Regions from separate parts of the Pan troglodytes genome. Here region 1 is linked to region 2. The links are chromatin contacts, called in public HiChIP or PLAC-seq maps. All regions are on one chromosome and are shown on one strand. The core of a region is the stretch at or near the end of the contact, and the rest is flanking DNA. Distances in the headings are between cores, read along the strand shown.

Evidence for each region. HiChIP or PLAC-seq counts read pairs in DNA pulled down with a chosen protein or histone mark.
Region 1: an H3K4me3 HiChIP or PLAC-seq map of stem cell-derived excitatory neurons shows a contact between it and region 2, with 12 times the contacts expected there. The contact joins the promoter of SYT6 here to the promoter of OLFML3 in region 2. A contact is called at or near these places in 1 of 7 Hi-C or Micro-C datasets (induced pluripotent stem cells) and 1 of 1 datasets of contacts at active chromatin or transcription factors (stem cell-derived excitatory neurons).

Annotation. Positions count from the first base shown.
Region 1 is chr1:111,378,775-111,385,314 of NHGRI_mPanTro3-v2.0_pri, reverse strand. SYT6 (synaptotagmin 6) reads left to right here and starts at 3,166. Exons shown (of 7, transcript XM_054686173.2): 1 at 3,166-3,438. The coding sequence starts at 3,276. It overlaps LOC104002257 (ESX-1 secretion-associated protein EspK-like), which reads right to left and starts at 4,678. Exons shown (of 2, transcript XM_009428763.4): 1 at 4,433-4,678; 2 at 1,400-4,013. The coding sequence starts at 4,650. The coding sequence ends at 3,839.
Region 2 is chr1:111,205,918-111,212,290 of NHGRI_mPanTro3-v2.0_pri, reverse strand. OLFML3 (olfactomedin like 3) reads right to left here and starts at 4,874. Exons shown (of 3, transcript XM_514400.7): 1 at 4,436-4,874; 2 at 3,449-3,734; 3 at 1,814-3,118. The coding sequence starts at 4,549. The coding sequence ends at 2,298. It overlaps HIPK1 (homeodomain interacting protein kinase 1), which reads right to left. Exons shown (of 16, transcript XM_054669397.2): 16 at 6,267-6,373.

The DNA of each region.
Region 1 (6,540 bases), core at 1,917-4,416, 170 kb before region 2:
TGAGAAGTCTGGTCTGGAGGTGCCCAGACTCGGGATGCTCCATGCATGGCTGTAGGCACAATGAGAACGATGGGGGAGGGGGAGCTGAAAGTGAGTTGGCCTCTGTAAAACCACCCTCAGCTTCAGAGCCAGGAAAGGCTGCCTCCCTCCTCCCTTTGCCCCAGCCTCCTCTTTTCTCCCTCATGTAAAATCCTAGAGTGTTGTTGCTGGAAGGAGCCTCAAAGAGCTCCTAATCCAACTTCACATAGGCACACTGAGCCCCAGATAGGGGATGTGACAGCCTCATGGCTGCTTTGGTGCACCAGCCCTGAATCCCAGCCCTCCCAGGCCCTGTCCAATGTACTTATTTGCCACCACTCCATGCTTAACTGTCTCTGCTCCTGCTTCTCTCCTCCCCACCCCTAAACCCAAACTCAGAATGGGATTTCTCTGAGAGATAGAATTGAAGGGCAACAATTCCACTTCTTTCCACCTCTTTCCCTCTCTGGGTTTGAGTGGGACCCTGGATCCTCCCTCCCAGCTCTTGGTGGGACCCTGGGACTCTGAATTTTATCTCTTCATATGGGAAGAAGCAAAGGTGTGTTTGGGGGTTGGGTTTGCAGGGCAAAGGGGTTTGAGAGACAAAAAGTTTCCATCATTACATGAAGAATTTTTCTGCTTTGTGGCTGGTTATGTGACCACAGTGGTATCAGCAATTGATCTGGGGGCTGGGGGAGGTAGCGGGCTAAAGAGGACAACTAGGGTGAGGCTTTATCTTAATGTCTCCTTCTGAATGTGTGTTTCTTTACCTGTACATCTGTCTCCCTGTCTGTTTCTCTGTTCTCTATTTCCTATAACTGTCTCTCTGTATCTCTGTCTCATCCTCTGTCTCTCTCATTTGTATCTGTCTCTTGCCTCTATTTCTGTCTCTGTTTCTTTCTCTCTGTCTCTCTCACACACCCTAACTCCTACAATCCAACTTCAATAGCTATTGACTGACCCAGGGGCCCTAACCTGTTTCTGCAGCCCTATCAGGGCAGCAGCTCCTTCACACTGCTAGATTGAGAAATGCCAGGTCCGGAGCTGCTGCCGGGGCGCCAGAGACGCTGCAGAAGCGCCTGCCGAGTGTGGAGGCTGAATCCGGGAACAATGAGAAATTATCTGTTAATTCTCGGCTCCTGCCACCTGCTCTGCTCCAAACAAGCTCCTTTGCCTTCAGTTTAGATGCAAATTCCCCCACTCGATGTAAGCAAAATATTGATTTCCCTGCATCACAGGTCTGGGCCCTTGGAATGGTCCTGTGTTTTTTCATTCTATGCAAAGGCAAAACAAGGCGCTTTGTTCTGTGAATTTCCCCCAGGAACTCGCGAGGGGGAGGGAGAAATAGCAGGGGAGTGACAGAGTTGCCATAAACACGGGCAAAGAGCAGTTCTCCATTTGTATTTTACATAAACACAAACCTGCCACTTGGGAAACTGCTAATAAGCGTGTAGCCAGAGGCTCTTCTGGGTGCTGAGATGTGCATCGGGTGATGGAAAAGAAGTTAATGGGGCCTCTAGGCTCCTCAGGTGGGTTTTCAGAAGCACCAGGAAGGCGAATAGGGATGCCAGAGCCCCACTTGTTCTTGGAACAGCAACCAAACACCTCCAGCAGGAAGGTAGCCCGGATTGCACAGTATCGCCTGCGTCGTGTCTGCTTGGTCCCTGCCTGAGTTCCTAGCCTTCTGCTATCACAGGCACAGGGGTCAGGGTGGAAGCTGCGAACCTTCAACAATTGCCTCTCCCTCGTCCCCTAAACTTATGCTCACGCGATGGTAGCACCAACTGGGTCTTCAGCACCGTGGACAGAGCCAGGGAGCGCCTCACGGTGGAAAAGCCGCCTGGCTGGGCCAGGGTCCTCACAGGCCTTGCTTTAGCCCTTGGTGCCCCAGGCACTAGCTGCTAGGGGATCGCAAGTCCAAGGGCCGGTTGGCACAGATGGCGCGCAGTGGAGACCGCCAGGAGCTAAGGCTCCGAATCTCCTCCCTCCGGAACGTGAGTCATTGTCCGAGTCACTTCCAATAAGCGTGTTAATTAAGAGGCAAGACCTTTCTCCCTCGCCAGCCACTCGGGCATACACCAACCCAGCAGCTTCCAGGGGCTGCAGCTAAAGCTTCCTTCCCAGCTCCGGGAGAGCAAATGGACCTGAGTCTGGGGCTTCAGGCGAGCCCCACTCAGAAGGGGCCCCACCGCCGACAGGTGTAGATCAAGAGACTCCCGAGATAGGCCCCTGCAGGGCGCTGGTCCCCCGGCCTCCCTGACCATGGCTCACAGACTTCCAGCGCTGAGTGAGGCAGCTCGAAGCCTCTCAGCCAATCTGTTCCTGGGCCTCACTCCACAGTTTCTGAGGGGATCTCTACTTTAAGTCTAGCCTCAATCCTCCCGTTGAGCTTTCTGTCTTTCTTGTTATGCTTAGCAGAAAGATACATGATCTCTGGTGCTGTTTCACCGAAGCAAGGAGGTGGGTCGGCGGAACTGAGCGCCCTGCGCCCTCTTGAAATGACCCCCCATTCCTGTTCGCCAGAAACTTTTCCCTCCCGTTGCCATGGAGAGAGACGGCCGCTGCCTCCCGTCGCCATAGCAACATGCGGGTACCGCGGACCGCAGGATTGCGGAGCTCGGAAAGTCTTGCAGTTCGCATCGCCCGCCTGTCTTGGGGTCTTCTACCTCCGAAGCTGGGACTCGGGGGCCAGTCTAACTGCTCCCGTCAGGAACCTCGGCCAAGGTCCTCCCAGACCCTGCCTGACCGTCGCTCTTTCTGTTACGGGGTTATCTATTTCTCTGTCATTCGTGTGGCATGTGGCAGTTTACCCAGTGTTTTCACAAACACGATCTTTGTATCCCCAGGGAGTCCGTGAAGTACTTAAAATCATTACACCTCCTTTACGGAGACGAAAATTGAGGCTCAGAGACGCCCAAGGTCACACCAGGCAGTGAATGCGGAGTGGGAACCCGGACTCTTTCCTGGCCTTGCACCCTCCGAGATTCGGGACAGCCCGGCTTCCCGCCTCGAAACCCCCACCCCCCGGACTCAGGCCAGTCCCTGAGTGTAGAGGGGGCGGCCGCGAGGCGCCAGACTTGCCAGCTGCCGCGGGATGCCACGTGAGGGGCGGGGACCCTGCGGGGAAGTGATTAAAAGCAGAGCGGAGCCGCAGGGGGCCGCTGCAGGGAGGGTCTTCTTGGGGCCGTCGTGCCCCGCCCCAGTGCGGCCGGGGCGCGGGTTCGAGCTGCTGCTCGGCAAGCCTGGGTGTCTAGGGCATGAGCGGAGTGTGGGGGGCCGGCGGGCCTCGGTGCCAGGAGGCGCTCGCGGTCCTCGCCTCGCTGTGCCGGGCCCGGCCGCCCCCTCTCGGGCTGGACGTGGAGACTTGTCGGAGCTTCGAGCTGCAGCCCCCAGAGCGGAGTCCCAGCGCGGCAGGCGCAGGTAACGGGAGACCCAGGGCCCCCTCCCTTCCTGGACATCCGTCCTGCGGTCTCCCTTCCCCAAAGCCCCGGTCCCAGGAGCCCCAGAACCTAGAGAGAACTCCCCAGCTCGGGATTCTGGATTGGGAGCCAGCCTCGTCCAGCCCTCTGGCCCATCGCTTGCACAGCCAGGAGAGACCCGAAGGGGAGCGGGGGTGGGGGTAGAAGCCCCCGGCCCTCCTGTATTACTACTGCGGAATGCGGGGGACCCCGCAGACAGCCAGGCTCCCAGGACGGGGCACCCTCGGGGCTTCAGTTTCCCTCGCATCTCCAAGCTCGCTCTGCGGGCGATTTGCCAGGATAGGGGTCCATGGAGAGAGCGGGAGACGAGGGGCGCCCGGCTGAGGAATAGAGCTTGCCTCCTAGCGAGTGTCGAGGTCCCCGGGTCCGTGCGTCGGTCTGTCCGTCCGTTTGTGTGTTCTCGCGGTGAACGCGGGCGGACCCCCAGTCTCTCCGGGAGAAACTTGGGTCTGCGGCTGGCACGAGGTCTTTGTGTCCGGGTGTCTCTCCGGCTGCGAGTGGTTTTCCGCGTCTCCGCTGGGGGGCGGGGGACAGGGGGCGGGGTGGGGGAGGGTATGAGGGTGTTGCGGCGTCCTTCCCCCACCCCTCTCGCCCCTATAACTCGCTCCCTCCGTCCCTCTCGGACTCGGACTCGGGGCCGGTGCGCGACTGAGCTGGCGCCTCTAGCCGACTTTGCCAAGAGGGCGCCTCCTGCCCGATCCGCGCTGACCCTGCGCGGGACGCAGCCCCAGGCGGCTGCCTAGCCGAGGCGGGAGCCCGAGCTGAGTCGAGCTCGCCGGAGCGGGTGAGTCCCGAGCCCGATCCCCGCCGGGCTGGACCCTGGCGCGCAGCTGCGGCGTCTCCGGGGAGTCGCGGCAGGGGGAATGGCGTGTCGCGCCCTGGCGGCGGGAGCTGCGGGAGGGTCGGCGACGTGGCGGCCGGCCCAGGGTATTTACCTGCTGCACCAGTGCCCGGCAGCCACGCTCGCCGGCTGCCGCGGGGCTTCTTTGTCCCGATATCTGGAGGGTCCGGGGCGGGAGGGAGTAATGGGTCGCGTCCCCTCCGTGGGGGAGGGGCTGGGGGAGTGAGAGGCCTGGAGATAATGCGGAGTGGGGGTGGGGAGATCCTGCAAGGACCAGGACGCCGGGGTTCCAGGAGGCTCTGCAGGCTCCATCCCTCCTTATTCCCCCACCCCGACCCCAGTAGCGCTGGGCCTAGGAGCACTCGGGAGTTGCTCAGTGGCTCTGCACCGCTGGCGCGGGAAGGGGAGAAAGGGGCTGCCAGAGGCGGGAATTTGGTCCCTACGCGCTGCTCCAGGGACGAGAAGCCAGGGACCGGCGGTTCTGGGAGCAGGTACAGGTGGGGTAAACTCCCCAGCGGCTGCAGGTCCCAGGGTCCTGTTTTCTTTCACTTGAGGTTAAAGGTCGTATATAGAGGTAGATACCCGTGAGGAGCAGTTCGGGGGAGGGGGCGGTGGGCCAGGGGGAGGCTTGTGTGTGTGAGGGGGCTGTATCCAGCCTTGGGGTGAGTGGAGCCCACCTGAGCCCTGTGAGGGTCGTAGGAGGCGCTGCTGTCCCTAGTTGTGGCAGTGTTTAGTCAATGGTTTGATCACTGCAGCAGAAGGGACTGAGGTTAGACATAAAGAACTTTTAGAGGGTGGTACAGAGATGGAGGTTGGGGAAGTTGATTCCCTGCCTTGGAGATTCGCAGAACACATTAGCCTAACAAGTTATTATTATAAGACTCTGGTTCTCTGGTGCCATCCCCTCCTACACCGCGCATACACACCAGACACAGAATTTTCCCTATCAGGGAGTCTCTTCCTGCCTCTCCCTACTCCCCAGCTCCCTTCCATCTTTTCCACCAATGATCCATCTCCAGTGGAGCCTTAATGCTGATCCTGACCCTCAGAGCCTAGAGGGTGAGAACATACCTGTGGAGTTCCATCTGGGATGGAAGCTGACTCTCCTGTCTGTTCAGGGCAGAAATGCTGGGGGTGACGGTGGAAGTTGCTGGAAGTGGAGCAGGGCTGTATGTGTGCAGCACATCTTGGTAGGGGGAGGCACAGGTGTTCTGACTCCACAGAGATACCCATAATCTGGAATGACAGGTGCCTGGATGGCCAGGTTGAGGGTGAGAAAAGCCTGAGGGGTGAGAGTCGGCAGGCCCAGATGAATTACTATGCCTTCCCTGCAGGCTGCATCAGAAGATGAGTTCTAGTTGTTAGCTCAGGAAAACTTTAACTTTGGCTGCTGAGTCACAAGTCCCAGGAAGCCCAGGGTCCAAGCTGGGAGGCTGAAAGGGATATGGGGAGGCAGGAGCAGACCCTTTGATCATAGCAAGAGAAAGATAGTGGTTGAGAGTGGCCTTGGGATTTTGAGAATTTAGGTGACCAGAGGGTCTGGGGAGATGCCATGGAGTTCAGGACCAGGCTCCAGCTGTTCCGCCTCCCAGCCTGCTCTCTGGGTCCAGATTCTCCAACCAGCACAATGCTAGAGCTTTTCATTTGTTGCAGTTTTATGAAAAATGCAAGTGGCTAGAGCAGGCCCAGCTCTGTTTACCATTTTATGTTTTCCCTTGACTTCTTCCTGTTCTAAGTCTCTAGCTTACAGATTTCTAGTAACACCCTGAGATTGAGATTCAGACTCCACTGTCATTTGCTAAGACTCCTCTATAGGCTAGAGTCTGTGCTAGGAATTGCACAGGAAGTCTCAGTTAATCAGACCCTGACTTGGAAACACCTGTACACAAACTGTCCAAACTAAAAGCAAGTTTCCCCTTTTTCTTTAAAAACTCTGAAGCCATAGTCCTGCTATTCTCCTTAATACACCCCAAGTGAACACTAATAAGCAGTTCTCCACCTTTCATTGTGTCATTTGCCTTGTAGAAATGAATGAACTTTTTCCATAAGCCAAGCTGCAGAGGTTTAGGTATGGTCAGCATGGGTTCTGGACTTAAGGTAGCAAGCAGAGGTCCAGAAGTGCTCCAGCAAATGCAGAAACCTGACAGGAGACCTCAAGCTTCCCTGTTTTTCTTAGGCTGGCAGCCGGGAGTGGTTAACTCC
Region 2 (6,373 bases), core at 3,625-6,124:
GCAACGCGGAAGAACCTGGTTACCTGATTTTCATGGAAGTAATAAGGCGTTAAGAATGTACTTCAAATACATATTCCTTGACGTCACTTATACACACGGAGTCTCAGGTTATGCTCTCATCAAGGGCATCAGAGCCGCTCCTGGTGTTTGGTGCTCTAACAAGGTAACTCCAGAGACACGGCCTGACCCTACAGCCTCCTATCACACACTCATACAACCACACAAGCTAGCAGACAAGCTCCCCTGCCACATGCAGGCACATATACACATACACATACACATACACAGTCACACTAGGGAGCAGACAAGCACCTCTGCCACACACAGGCACCTCCCACCCCCAACACACACACACACACAGTCACGCTAGGGAGCAGACAAGCTCCCCTTCCACATGGGGCACCCACAGTCCCCACGCTGCTCTGCCAGCCCTGTGGCCCAGACCCCATTCTCCAGGCCTGTGCTCAGAATGCCCTTCCCCCTCAACCCCTCCCTGTGCACCACGTGTGCCGCAGCCAGCTGTTCTGTGGGCAGACCCTTCCGTGGGCTGACAGGTGGTGATTACTGTTGCCAGCCCCACATTAGGAGAGAATTCAATGGGAGAGAGCCCCTGCCCGCCCCGGTCTCCCTATAATAGCGCCTTTGTGAGGTGCTTCACTGTCTTTCTTTCCCCATCCTCATCAACCTACGTCTGGAGCAGCTCTGCCTGAGGAGAAAAGAAAAGAAGACAAAGGGAGGCTCACAGGGCCCTGACTGAGCCACCCCACCTGGGGCGGGAAGGAGGGCTGTGCTTTGGGGAGAAGGCTGTGCCCCCTTCCCGCACTTGGCTAGGGCAAATAACCAAGAGGACCCCCAGGGATGCCTGAGGTGGACTCCTCATGAAAGCAGTGGATCCTGCCCATCAGCCAGCCTTGCCCCTGCGAGCTGAGCATGCAGCAGTGAGGGTGAGGCTGGGGTGGAGGCCTGGTGCAGAAATCAGCAGATTCCTGGAGACTGGAGTCCAAAGCCTGGAGCCTTCCTCTTCCTCTCCCTTCTCCCTTCCCTCTTCCCCACATTACGCTCTGCAATCCAACGCCAGAGGCCAGGGTATGGGCCAGAGAGGGTTAAGTTTCCAGAAGTCCTGACGGGCTTCAGCCAGGTTCAGGGCTGGAGTGGGTAGGTGAGGGTGATGAGAGTGGAGAAAAGGAAAGCAAGAATAGGCTGCAGACCGTGTAAGGCCAACATCTGGGACACGGTCACTGCCCCTCCTCCCTGCACAAACCGCAGACGCTGTGGCAGCAGGAAAATCAGAGCGGTCCAGACCAAGAATGATTGTGCAACCTGGCCCTGCAGGAGCACAACGCTGGAGGTGGGAGTGGAGGTCTGGGGTGCGGGGCAGAGTCCACTTTAGAGGGGAGACTTCAGCTCTTACTAAAAACACAGGCATTCAGGGCTCTGGTTTCCACACTAGAATGCAATGCAACTAACATGCATTTTGTAGTTCAAAATCCTCTGAGAATCGGAACTGGAATCTCTGCCCTGGGCCCCAGTGTCTCACAGCCAGAGGCACGGTGCCACTGAGGTTCTAGGATGGCTGCTGTGGATTGGCTGCTGTGGATGGCGGTGGGTGTGGAAGGAGGCCTTTCGTCCAGCCTCCTAAAGTGGCGGGATTCTGCCACTTCCCCCAGGCGCCTCACAGTAAACTCTTCCTCAGCAAAGGGAGCCCCGCCAAGTCTTTAATATGGCTCAAGGAGTGGGGATGGGTTGGGAGGGAGAAAATGGATGGTCGGGGGAAGTTTGATCTGAGGGCTACCCCAAACAAACACAGGAGAGGAGCAGTGGATTTTCCTTTTAATGCAAAATGTTGCAATACAAAACAATGTGGAGAAAGTCCTGTTCCTCAGGACACTGAAGGGAGGAGTGAGGAAGAGAGGGCAGAGCTGGACGTCTCCTCCTATTTCTCCCTCCCCAAGTCACTCTGAGGGGAAGAACACTGCTGCCTGCTCCCTGGGCCTGCCCGCATACAAGGTTAGAGCCCTAGGTCTGGGCCATCCTTAGCCTGAAATTTGTTGACATGGGGCAGGAGAGCAGGAGGGAACATTGAGGGTTTTGACTCTTTGGGCTCTAAAAGGATTACTCAGGATCTGGAGTTCTGTATGAAACAAAGGAGCTGAAAGAATTTGATTGTCACTGGCTAAAAATATAGAGGATTTGAGCCACAACTGGCCCACATTTGAAGAATGAGGAACAAGAAATTTAGTGGGGATATAATATAAATGTATGGGAGTGAGAAAGATGCAAAAAACAAGGCTAGCTCCTCAAACCTCCTCCTCTTTCTTCCTCATCTCCAGCTTATAGACAATCTGGTAGCCATCATCCCAGGCATAGAGCTGGCGTTCTCGGGGGTTATAGCGGAGGCTGGCATGGGCACCATATCTGCGGGGAAAATAAGGGAGTGCTGCCCGTTCAGGGGTCAGGGTGCCGCTGGCATCAAAGGAGCACTGGATGCGGGCCCGACTGGCAGGACGGGTGTTATAGACGACATAGAGGGTTCCACAGATGACAAAGGCAGCCTCAGCATTCTCTCTGGGGCATGGTGTGTCCCACTGCTGCTCTGTGTCCAGTGTCTGTGGATCTAACTTGGCCAGACACAAGTGCCTGTCATCCTCCCGGGTGGCATAGACAGCCCAAAGACCTTCCTCATCAGCTGCCAGGTCGATGTAGGTGTCTGCTGTCAAGCCGTAGGGGGGGATCAGTCCCTCTGCTGGGAATACTGAGCTGTCCACCACTGTTCGGTTTGCCAGGTGGAATTTGATTAGCTGCAAAGTGTTCTCCATCTCACCACCTCCACCAGGTCTTCCAGGAGGCCTCCGAGCAAAATAAAGAAAGCCACCATATACCAGCTGCCCTGTGCCTACCCAGGGGAAGGGCACCCGGACTCGGGAAGCTTTCCGGGCAGCCATGGCAAGGGTGAAGTCACGCAGCCTTGGGAAGACAAAGGCTGTGTCATTCTGTGTCCCATCTAACACGTAGATCTTCTCTGTTTGCCCCAGTGGATCCTTGGTCCATAGACCAGCCGGGCCACCAAATCGCTTCAGAATCTTCATTGATCTCACTTGAGAGATTGTGTAGCCACAGTCTGATGAGAAAAGCACAGGAAAAGGAAATAGAGACAAGAATTAGATGCCTCCAGCAGGAACTCCCCTAGGGTAGGTGATCTGGAGAATAGTGAGCATTTGCCCAGTGGTTGCCTCCACTCTTAGGGAGAATTGAGAAAGAGCGGGTACCACAGCGGCCTGGATCCCCAGAACCTCTCTTTAATAGACCTGGCATTACAGAGGTTTCCCTAAAACAGATTCCAGAAGACAGAGCCACAATGGACTGGGACAAAGCGAAAAAAAGAGTAAGAAGCAAGGAAGGAAGAATATCGGTTCTGAGAGAGTTAGGGGCCTGCTTTCAGATTATTTACCTGTCACCATATCGTACTTCTCATTCCTTCTTCCCTTGCCTTTGGTCCCAGGGCCTCCAGTCACCTTCTCATCAAACTCTACACAGGGCAGAGCTGGGTTCTGGGTCTCCAGATAGTCTACCTCCCGCTCCAGACGATCCACTCTCCCGGAGATGGTGTCGGCCTCAGTTCTGAGTGCCTCCCGCTCCTTCTCTGCCACCTCCAGCAGTGGCAGCATCTTGTTCTTGAAGTCCCGCAGCTCAGCAGCATGCCGACTACTCTGGTCCTGGCACTGGGCCAGCCGTTCCTGAAGGGATGGGGGATCAGGAGGGAGGCTGCAGGGTTACAACTCCCAGGCAGGGAGAGGCCCAACTCGGGAGTCAGGAATGGGAAAAAAAGAGCAAACTCAGCCAGGCTTCAATATCCCCTTCCACTCCTGCAGAAAAGGAAACCAGATGTGCAGAGGTGCTAAATGTGCAAACAGCCTAGCTGAGATTCACCTAGGCCCCTACCCCGACTCCATGTCCTCCAGCCTGTGTTCTCTGTGAGCAGTGCCACTGAGCCATCTGAGCCTCTAGGCAGGTCTAAGCGCATGAAGGTGTGAAGAGGGCTCTGCTCCCTTAGCAATTATCCTCTCGGACACTAAAATGCTACAGATCTCAACCTGTTAAAAAGACAGGAAGTTATAGATTCCCTGGGAACCTCCAACTTCAACAGAATCATCACCTTCTCTGGAGATGCAGCCCCACAATCTTGGCTCTCGTTTCCACTCTGCCCCCTTATTCTATCTAATCCCAGAGGTAAAACGCAAAAGTCGATTTGCTTTGGAATTGTTCTATGTGGGGTAAGAGGAGGGCTTGTCATTCCGAAGGTCCTTTTATTAAGAGAGAATTTTCTGTAGACTCTAACAGAGCCCTTTCTTGTTATCCCCAGATCCCTAACAAACTGGTTGAACCAATAGCCCTGGAATCCTTCTAGGCTGGGCTAGAAGAGAAAGGGGTCCCTCACCTCTAAAGCAGCTAGTCGGCGTTCCATGTACTCCACAAGGTGGTGCTGCTGTCCTTGGAGGGGTCCCGACCATGACAAAAGGAACAAGATGAGGAGAGGGGTGCTGGGCCCCATGGCAGCCTGGAGAGTGGTGCCAGAGTAGAAGTAACGTACAGTCAGCCTCTTCCCCTCAAGCCCGAGGGTTAGCTTTGGAGGCGGGGTGGGGGCGGTGCCTTCTCTCCTTCTGATCTCTGGGTCTCTCTCACTACTCTGGAATGCTTTCAGTCTCTTTACAACCCCCACCCCCTCCTCTCCGCCAGGATTGATCAAACACAGATGGCCCCATTGCACAGCAGCCAGAAGCCTTAACCACCTCCCGCCTAGGCTGTAGGCTCCTCTGGAGGGGAAAGAGATGGAAACCCGAAGGCAGAGGCCTTCCAGGCAGTCAAGCAGGGAAGCTAGCTGCAGAAAGCAGAGACCCCAGAGAAAACTCAGCAAACGCCATTCCTGTTTTAGGAAAGTTTCACCAGTGCTGACTTAAGAAACTGACATTTTTCATTAATCCTTCCCTTTCCCTGCAATAGAGTGGGTTGTTTTCAGCCTTGTTCAGTAGAAGCTGGGAGCTGGGGAGGTGAGGCTTGAAGGGAGGAAGCAGGAAAAAAATGGCCCAAGTGGTCAAGCCCAACTTATTCTAAAGCTCATTGGCGCCACCTTGTGCTAAGCAGCTGGTGTCATCTCTCACGATTAATACAGAAACTAAGGCTTAGACTTCACCCCATGAGGAAAATATTCCACAAAAGCCAAATATATTGAATTTACAGGGGTTTTCACCACTAAAATGCATATTTCCCCCAAGACTATCCAATTACTACTTTGGGGGCTATGCAAATATCTGATTTAGCCCAAGGAAGAAAATATAACTGAGATTAAAAAAAAAAAAAAAACCAGGTCACTGAGAAGTTAGTAAATTAACTCGATCGTCTGGAAGTTAAGGCTGACAGCAGCGCTGTTTTACATGGCTTTCCTTTGCTTGAAAGAGGCCAGATATAGTCTCTCACCAAAACTGAGGAGTGTTCAGTGAGTTCACACTAATTTACTATACATTCATGTATTGCGGGGGGGCGGAATCTGATATATATATATGTGTTGTTGCAGTCTAGATCAATGTATTCTGACTTCCTTACCACTGGGAGAAAAGACTATTGGTTATTTCTCTTGGTTGTGGTCCAAAAGGGTATTTCTGAGTGTTTCTCATTTCTATATCCCAACTAAGGCTGCAGGAGCCCAAAATGAATTAATGGCCACCATAAGGTAGACTTGGCCTGACACACGAGCCGAAAAAAAAAATCAAATAGAGCATTTACTCAGAGACCTGCAGTCATTAATTGAAACAAACCCCTATTTCTTTATCGGGAGAAATTCTATTCACTTTAGAATCAACAGAATCTGATAAGAGAGGTTCCTTCTGTAAAAAGGACCATGCCTCTAACAGTACAGTTTGAAAGGAGGGGAAAAATAGCAGCTTCCTGTGGTTACTCATCTTTTCATTCTGCTACTGCTATTTGGCAAAATATATGAGGAAACAAAGCTTAATTAGCCGGTCTCAGAAGTCTTCTACCTCTTTCAAAGGGTCAGATCCAGATGATGTGAAGTAAGGACCCTGGACACTGCATTCTTGGGAAGTATTCCCTGCCAAACCCTATTCATTTCCAGTATGGAGATTTGTATGAAGAATGAAATTGTCTCTAGTACTCTACTGATGTTCAAATACAATATGCTTAGCCACTTTCAAAGATGTCATTTATTGATCCCCTTTATATCCTATAACAGAAGTCAAAAACAGCCACATAAGTCAGAAAATTTACCCATTTTATTGATGCATTGCAATTGCTCTACATTTTACCATATTATGTAGAAAATACTGAAAATACAAGCTACTTTGTAAAACCAAAGACAAAC